3 separate regions of the Mus musculus genome follow, and all the other regions are linked to region 1. A link is a contact called in public HiChIP or PLAC-seq data. All regions are on one chromosome and are shown on one strand. Each heading gives the region's core, a stretch centred on a gene start, on an enhancer-like site or on the middle of the called end of the contact. The rest is flanking DNA. Distances are from core to core; before and after follow the strand shown.

What was found. HiChIP or PLAC-seq counts read pairs in DNA pulled down with a chosen protein or histone mark.
Region 2: a contact with region 1 is called in a FOXA1 HiChIP or PLAC-seq map of pancreatic cancer cells. The contact joins two enhancer-like sites. A contact is called at or near these places in 1 of 115 datasets of contacts at active chromatin or transcription factors (pancreatic cancer cells) and 1 of 9 other capture datasets (pancreatic islet).
Region 3: a FOXA1 HiChIP or PLAC-seq map of pancreatic cancer cells shows a contact between it and region 1. The contact joins two enhancer-like sites. A contact is called at or near these places in 1 of 484 Hi-C or Micro-C datasets (granulosa cells) and 1 of 115 datasets of contacts at active chromatin or transcription factors (pancreatic cancer cells).

Annotation. Positions count from the first base shown.
Region 1 is chr11:8,423,148-8,425,847 of GRCm38.p6, reverse strand. No RefSeq gene overlaps it. Among named protein-coding and RNA genes, the nearest start is that of Tns3, 240 kb to the left of the region's middle. Within about 2 kb of position 1,422, at least 83 of the 459 cell types and tissues checked have an H3K27ac peak or open chromatin away from gene starts, as enhancers often do. A contact at or near this core is called in pancreatic cancer cells, where this site is marked.
Region 2 is chr11:8,580,981-8,583,715 of GRCm38.p6, reverse strand. The region is part of intron 3 of Tns3 (tensin 3); the gene reads left to right. Among named protein-coding and RNA genes, the nearest start is that of Tns3, 82 kb to the left of the region's middle. Within about 2 kb of position 1,420, at least 55 of the 459 cell types and tissues checked have an H3K27ac peak or open chromatin away from gene starts, as enhancers often do. A contact at or near this core is called in pancreatic cancer cells, where this site is marked.
Region 3 is chr11:8,633,561-8,636,276 of GRCm38.p6, reverse strand. The region is part of intron 1 of Tns3 (tensin 3); the gene reads left to right. Among named protein-coding and RNA genes, the nearest start is that of Tns3, 30 kb to the left of the region's middle. Within about 2 kb of position 1,341, at least 78 of the 459 cell types and tissues checked have an H3K27ac peak or open chromatin away from gene starts, as enhancers often do. A contact at or near this core is called in pancreatic cancer cells, where this site is marked.

The DNA.
Region 1 (2,700 bases), core at 173-2,672:
GGGTGTAGCTAAAGCAGTGGCCAGAGTGAAATTTATAAGTCTAAATGCCTGTACTAGAAATGAAAGGTGTTACAGCGATGACTGGATGTAGCCTGGGCTGGGCTGGGCACCACGGAGGCCTACCACCCCAATCCATTCGTTACTCACCCCACATACTGGATTCATTGTGCTCCCTCAGTGTTGTATGGGGCCTGAGATGAACCTCTTATTTGTAAACACTTCAGACAGCCATTTAAAGAGTCTTAGAAACATCTACCACCATTTCATGAGGTACAGAGACTTCACAGTCTCAGTAACTCCTTAACTTAAGGGTAAGGAAGCTTGCGGCTGTCCACTTCTTACTGGACGAGCCCTCAAGCCTGGCACGTAAGGAGGCCAGGTCTAAATTCCAGGGCTACCTAGACAAGTGAGCTCATCTTTTATCCATCTGCTGTGTTGCCTGGCCAGCATTTCCCTCTTCGTGCAGGACTGGCTCATCAGTGCAATGAAGCTACTTTTCCAGCCTGTTATGCAGGGCAAAGATGGATAGGAAGAGTGTCACTGTGTCACTAAAAGCTTCCCCACTTTGACAAAGAGCATCCAGACCCTTGCTCTGTGCATGCGTCTTTGTAGGGCAGATACTGGAGAACCAGAGGCTCAGCAGTTTCATGCCCCGTGCCAGGTCTCCTGGGTTCTGACTCTACACTGAGTAGATTAGGTCTGCAGAGCAGACTCGAGCTAAGTGCCTGCTGTTTGCTAAGTGCAGTGCATCACTATGGTTGGTTGGTTTATGTGTCCAAGCTGCCACCCGCTGAGATGAGTCCCAGGAATCATTAGCCTGGGCACACACGTGTATGTTTCCCCTCCATCTGGGTGAGGATATGACCTCAAATTCTAAGTCAACAAGAATTTCCTCTGTGCTCTGAGCTGATAAATCTCTAACCTCCTGCAGTGACAACGGGCTTATGATTAGCTTTCTACAGGTTCAGTGGCCCTGCCGGCTTTTAACGGTTTGAAAACAGCAAATTGGCCTTGGCTTCTAAGGCATAAGTAGTGTGGTGGTCATGCTCACTGAGTAGCTTGCTTCTCAGTCTGTCTTGGCAGTGGCCCAGTCTCCGTTCATAGACCATGAAGTTTAGGGTTGTGCCTTGGCCACCAGCAAAAGGAAAAACACAAAGAATGTGTTGTTTCACACCACCGAATGTGTTGTTTCACATTCGGTGCTTTCTACATCCTGCCTTCTCAGGACAACCAACAATGCAGCAGAGGAGGCTGCAGGAACTCAGTCCCTGCCTCTTTGTGCATGCACGCTTCCCGGGCTTCCCCCAAAGTGCAGGCTGCCTTCTAATGCCAAGAATCAAGCAAAACCTCCATTACCAGTGTGCTCTCCTCCCTCTGCCCCCAGCTTTGTGCTGCGTGGAGCCAGCCAGTTGTTGAGAATTCAGTGAGGTGATCCTGCCCCCTAGTGGCTATCATAGCTTCCTACAGCAGGGTGTCTTTATAATCTGTAAATTGTTGCCAGCTTAAAAGGGAGGATGAGTGTAATGGCAAATATTAGTCCCCTTAGAAAAGTGGCTCTCAACCTGATGGTCACAACCCTTTTCACAGGTGTCGCATATCAGATATTCTGCATATCAGGTATTTACATTAGGACTCATAACAGCAGCTAAATTACAATTATGAAGTAGTAAGGAAAAGAATTTTATGGTTGGAGTGGGGTCACCATAAGATGAAGAACTGTATTAAAAGATAGCAGCACTGGGAAGGTTAAGAGTCACTGCCTTAGAGGATAAAAGTATAGTTACTGAAGCCCTGTTGCTTATGGCCTGGGTTGGACCTGAACTTCATGGTAGACCCTGGACTTAGAGCTCCCTAGTTATTGACAACTGCAGGCCTCAGCCCTCCCGTTAGTCCCAGATGAAACCTGACGGGGCGTGTGGAAGCCAGGAAGACAATCAAATGAGTGGGGGGAATGTTTCCAACAAGTGGTGTTATCACCCCAACTATGGCAGGAGTTGCAAAAAGTCCAACATTCAGACTGAAAACCTGAGGTCGGTCTCATAAGTAGTGTCACAAATAATCCAGTATCATCCATGCCCCCAGAACAGAGGTAGCCGACACGAGCCAGCACATAAAGCACTGTCCTCGTGTTTTCATGTTTCCTTGGATGTCCCCTGGGAGCTGAAACAGGTTCTGTGGAGGTTTCTAAGGGAAGGAGAGAGGGTGCTGTTCTTTGTCTGTTACATGTGAATATGCTCTAGCAGTTTAACCTTGTGGGTAGAATGCTAGCTCTGTCTGCCATGACATATGTGTATGTATGTATGTATGTATGTATGTATGTATGTGTATGTGTGTGTATGTGTGTGTATGTATAGTTTCTGACCCCCTTGTGTATTCCCATTTCCTCTTCATTACCTCTGCAGAAGCATAGTTCTCTGGGTATTTGTGTGTGTGTGTGTGTGTGTGTGTGTGTGTGTGTGTGTGTGTGTATGTGTGTGTGTGTTTCTGCATCTGGAGACCAGACAAAAGCGCCTTCTCTGTGGAATAGTGGGCCTGCTCTAAAACCATGGCGAGAGTGAACTGTGAATACTCTAACACTTTACACTTGTGAGTAAAATGGTTGCTATGCCGCCCGACTTCCATAGACATCCCCTGTGAAGGAGACCTTTAACAGCGCGATGAGCTCCGGAGGCCTTGGGGATGGTGACATCTGTTGAAGCT
Region 2 (2,735 bases), core at 171-2,670, 160 kb before region 1:
GTGGAGAGAGCAAGCACCCAGGCTTCCACTGTAGTGACGAACATGTAAAAACACGCTGGGATCCCGAGGGCATGTCTCTCCACTCTTCCACGGTTCTGTGGTGCTCTAGGGAGCTCATTCACAGGACCCAACAGGATTGGAATTTTTGATGATTCACAAAGGGTTGGATGCAAACATACCTTTATTCTATGTAGTAGCATGTAGTGGTTTTAACCATGCATCTCTTAGAGAAATTGGTAGAAAAATAATCACTCTTGACGTGGCTTGGCCAGAATGAAATTTAATTGGACACGACAGCCAGGGTTGAATTCATGGCTTAATTGTGTGAATGGAAGTGTGTTGAACTGGCTAGTCCTTTCTCTCCCTGGGGACTTTGACCTCCTGAGTGGTAGTCATAGTAGACCTGCTCCTCCTTTACCAGAGACTCCTGCTGGCCATGGTGAGGGGCAGAGGCGGCTGGCTGGGGCAGAAGCTTTCTTTTTCAACATACACTTCACTTGTTGGTTAAAACTCTACCTTTTGCCCAAGGTTCAGGACCAAAGCATGCATGTATTCCCCCAAAGCATGCATGTATATACACACACATACACACATGTGCACATTCATATACTTATTGACTGACACATCAGAACTCTCTCACAGGTCCCTCACTCAGACTTTTAGTCATATATGGGCTGTCACAACAACTCACATATTTCTCACATATTTCTCAAAAAAAAAAAAGGCCCAATTTTGGGGAATCATACATTCTAGGCAAGCTTTATATCACAGAGCCCACCCCCACCTTCCTCCTAGTCTCTGCGTTTTAAATATGCACACTGCCATTCACATGTGTAATTAGTGTCAGGTCATAAGCCCCTTCTGCTTCCTTGAGGACTTGCTGGCCCGGAGACAAGGTTATCAACATCAGCAGGCTCCAGGCATCTACATAGCCAGGTGTGGGTTGGGCATAGCCATGTTTGTTTGTGGTTGTCCTTGGTAACCACAGATTAGGCCACAGACAAAGCCAAGTCAAGGCCATAAAATGGCTCTCAGACTGGTCTCTCAGAGGGGCCCTGGTCAGGTCAAGAGAAGGACATGGGTCCCAAGATCTATTGCTTGTAACTCAGGGCCCATAGCTCTCTCCTGGGATTTTCTGTAGCTGCCAGCTCTGACCCTTTACTGCCACCTTTTGTCACCCCGACTCTATTGGGTGCTGCCATGAGGAGGAGGACAAGCAGCTAGAGCCCGCTGGGTATATTTTTGTGAGATTCATCCTGTGACAATCCTTTTTGATTTAGCTTCCCACGCACAGGACAGAATGTGCAGAATTTCTGTGTTGATAGGGTTCAGGACAAAGACCTGCAGACAGGTGTGGCTTATATAGGACGTGTTTATGGAGCCAGCTTGAGCCTGCACATGCGTGGCCCCATGAGGGTGTGTCCTGATGCCTTGGCTCTTAGCCTGTCGTCCTCTAGTCTCCACCCTTCTGAAGAGTACTCAGCCTCCATGATGCCATGCCTTGGCTGGTAGGTGCACATTCACAGAAGGAGGTGCCTCAGCTCAGAGACTCCTGAGTAGAACCATCCGTAGAAGCATACCCGAGGAAGGGTTGACACTGGGAGGGCCCTTGTCCTGGTGCCCTGCATTAGTGTCTGCTACTCAGTTTTCGGTCCAGTTTGTGGCCTTGGATGGATATCCTGAGACTGAAGATGGCCCTGGCCCACGGTGTTTCCCTCAGTGACATGCCAGGGGGCAGAGGACCAGAGTGTTAGGTTAGAGCTGCATCTGAAGAGGATGAACAAGCATGAAGATGAAGAATATGAGGTGTCATCCTCATCTGGACCCTGGACAGACAATGAGCTCACCTCATTCTGTGACCTGGACAACTGCCTGCTCTTTCTATATCTTCATCCTGCTCCCGCTGGCTCTTCATCCTCAAGAGATGAAGTTGGGGAGTTGGGTAGGTGGGTCCACAGGTCACAGGGGCAAGAGCAGTAGTGACAGAGCCCCAGAGCTTTGTGGGCTCCAGAGAGTAGAAAGAAGTGTGGAGAAACTGTCCTGCTTTCTAGACAGGTTGAATGGCAGTTGGAACCTATGAGCCCACAAAGATAGCCACTGAGCCCAATCACAGGACTGCTGGCCGTCCATGTTTCTTAATGCCAGGTTAACTGGCATGAACCAAGAATGGGAGCATCCTGAGAGAGGCAATGCGGTTCTGTCTGTGGTCAGTTACTGCTCTTGCTTTACACAAGGAGAAGTAAACTACAAATGCCGATTATAGCCAGGTTTCTCTCGTCCTGATATCTGGTTGTAGCTAAATTGGAAGGACATATCGTGATGTGTTTTGTTGATTGTAGATGGTCTGCCTAGGACTTGAGTAACCTGATCACAGAGCTTATGTCTCATTTCTAGTCCCTGGAGCTGCACACTGCACAGCACCTGTTTATAGGGGGATGTGCGATGTAGAAGACCCCCTGCCGTGTGTGTGTGTGTGTGTGTGTGTGTGTGTGTGTGTGTGAGTGTGTGTGTGATGTTTAAACAAGGTCTCCCTATGTATCCTTCTCTGGTCTGAACTCTTTGTAGACCAGGCTGGCTTCAAACTGACAGATTCTTCCTCTATTTCCCAAATTCTTGCGTTAAAGATGTGTGCCCATGCCAAACCCTTATCCATCATTTTTAAACTCGAGTTTCTGGCATGGTATAGGAATTCCTCCCACATATGCTTCTGGTCAGTTACTTGAAAATATTGGTAA
Region 3 (2,716 bases), core at 92-2,591, 210 kb before region 1:
GCAGATGCCTAGCCCCTGTCATTTTGGAGTGCTGGGTACCTGAGTCCCTTAGTTCTTCCTTGGGTTCTCTGCTCCAAACTCCCTCTCCCTATCCTCTGGGCATTCTTCCACATGGCTTTCTCTCTTTTCTTTTTCTGGAGGAAAGTCCCTTTAGTCACTTTAGGTTTAAGGAGTCTCTGCCCCTTCCACTGTCCAGTAAGCTCTGGAATGCATGAATGGAGAAATGGTCCCTAAGCAGCTAATCAGAAATTCAAAGGGCAGCTGATAGGAGGCCTTGCATTCCAAAGACCCAACCCTGGGTGTAACCCAGGGGTGTGGCCTCCAGTGACAGTCACCTTAAACCTAGTGGCTGTCTCTGTTGATTTACACACTCCTTTTCTAATGCCATTTGTGTGAGACTCATGGGATGCGGTCTGAGGGACACAGTGAGAACACCCACCCCGTTCCTGCAGGCTGGTGTGCCCTGAGCTGAGACGTAGATATAGCAGTAAAGGGATACTGACCAAGCCAGTGCCATCTCCGCCCAATGTGAGGACAGTGATGGCTATAAACTTCAACTTCTTCTTCCTCTTCTTCCTCCTCTTCTTCTCTTCCTCCCCCTCTTCTTCCTCCTCCCCCTTCTTCTTCTTCTTCTTTTTTTTTTTTTTTTAAATAAAGGATGATTAGGAAGATTGCCAGTCCTGTGTTATACATATTTTTTCCTCCAGTGAATTTTTTTTGTTGTTGTTGTTTTTGTGAGACAGGGTTTCTCTGCATGGTCCTGGAACTCACTCTGTAGACCAGGCTGTCCTCGAACTCAGAATTTCACCTGCCTCTGCCTCCCAAGTGCTGGGATTAAAGGCGTGCGCCACCACGCCCAGCTTCCAGTGATGTTTTAAAATGACAAGCAACTACTCAAACTCTTTGGTAAGTTGAGAGCTCTTTGTCCTGCTCTCCTGCCTTTGCTGAGTAGCTGTGTAGGGGTAGGAGGTGGGAGGCTGGGGTGCCCCTTGTGTGGTAGTTATGTGTTGGCCTCCTGTATCAGTGCTCTGCCAGACTCATGAACACTTGGGGGCTGAACCTCAAGGCCATTTCCATGGTGGGGTTAGGGGGATGTTACTGCTGTGAGTCTGGACTCCCTGAAAATGCTGACTCACAGCCACCTGAGCAGTAGTCTCACCTTCGGAAGACTTTGATAATAAGTAGCTAAAACTTGTTGTGTTGATGAAAACAGAACTGGGGGTGGGGCTTGGGGAGGGGTGGGGGAGTTGGCAGCCGGGAACATAACCCCTCCTGGAGTGTCTGATTAACATTCAGTAGAAGTCTTTGAGATCGCTCAGCAGTAACCAATGAAGAAACCGTGACTCAGTGAAGTTAATAATAAACCGGTGGTTGCACTGCTGGACTGGCTGGAGTCTACCAAGGCATCCTGGTCTTTGCGGCCATTGTGTGTTGCCCACTTCCCTTTAGGCATGCCTGCTGGGGGAATGTCCCAGGCTCTGGGCTTCTTGTTCCCAAGTCCGTTGCTCCTAGTGTGTCATCTCAGCTGTAGCTGTGAGCCCCATGGGGGATTTTGAAGACATACTGCATCTGGGAGCTGGCCCCAGGGTTTGTGCTATAAATGATTGAGGGAGAGTTGGTTCAGTTTAGGATGTTTCTGTCCACTCCCTTCAGGGGTGTCTGAGGGTCACTATGGCCTGTCTTGGCCCTGGGAGGCCCCTCTGATGATGTGCTGTCTTCCCTGCTCAGGGTCTATATATGGTTTTGTTGTTGTGTGCTGGCCCCAACAGGGGAAGTTGGGTTGTTTCTGGTCTGGAAGAGCCGAGGAGGCCTGAAAGGACCAGGGGTAATCCAGGGGTCTCCCTGTGGACTCTAGGAACAGCCAAGAGTGTCTCCATGTTGGAGGAACTGCTGGCTGTGCCCTCCAGGACCTGGATGTAAATCAGGCTTCGGTAGGTTCTCCTTAGCAGACGGCCTGGCGAAACTGCACAGGTTTTCTTTAAGTTAGGTTTGATTTCTAACTTTCACTGGTTAGTTTGAACATAGAAATTGTACATATGCATAGAACACAGTGGTGTGTGTCTCTCAGCTCTAGCGTGGGGTTTTTAATGAATGTGCATTGCATCCTGATAACAGTAGGGCTATTAGCATGTCATCATCTTAGATGCTTATTATTTTTTGTGGTGAGAGCATTGAAATCTTCTACCTTGCAACATATGATATGCTATTCTCAACTCTGGAATTCTGTGCAATAAAACCCCAGAACTTGTTGGCATCTAAAACTTTGTACCCATTGGTCAATCCCAGAACACCCCACCCCCACCCCCAGCCCCCACCCTGCCCCCACCCCTGCCAGGATGGTGCTGATCACCTCTCCACTCTCACTTCTCTACTTCTCTCAGACTCTTTTTTCTTTTCTTTTCTTTTCTTTTTTTAAAGATTTATTTATTATTATATGTAATTACACTGTAGCTGTTTTTAGACACACTAGAAGAGGGCATGAGATCTCATTATGGATGGTTGTGAGCCACCATGTGGTTGCTGGGATTTGAACTCAGGACCTTCAGAAGAGCAGTCAATACTCTCAACCGCTGAGCCATTTCTCCAGCCCCCAGATTCTTTTTTCATAATCCACATGTGAGTGAGCTCCTATGGTGTTTGACTTCCTGGACCTGGCTTAGTTCATTAACTTTGTTCCACCTAAGTTGTTGCCAACAGCAGGACTTTCCCTTCTTTA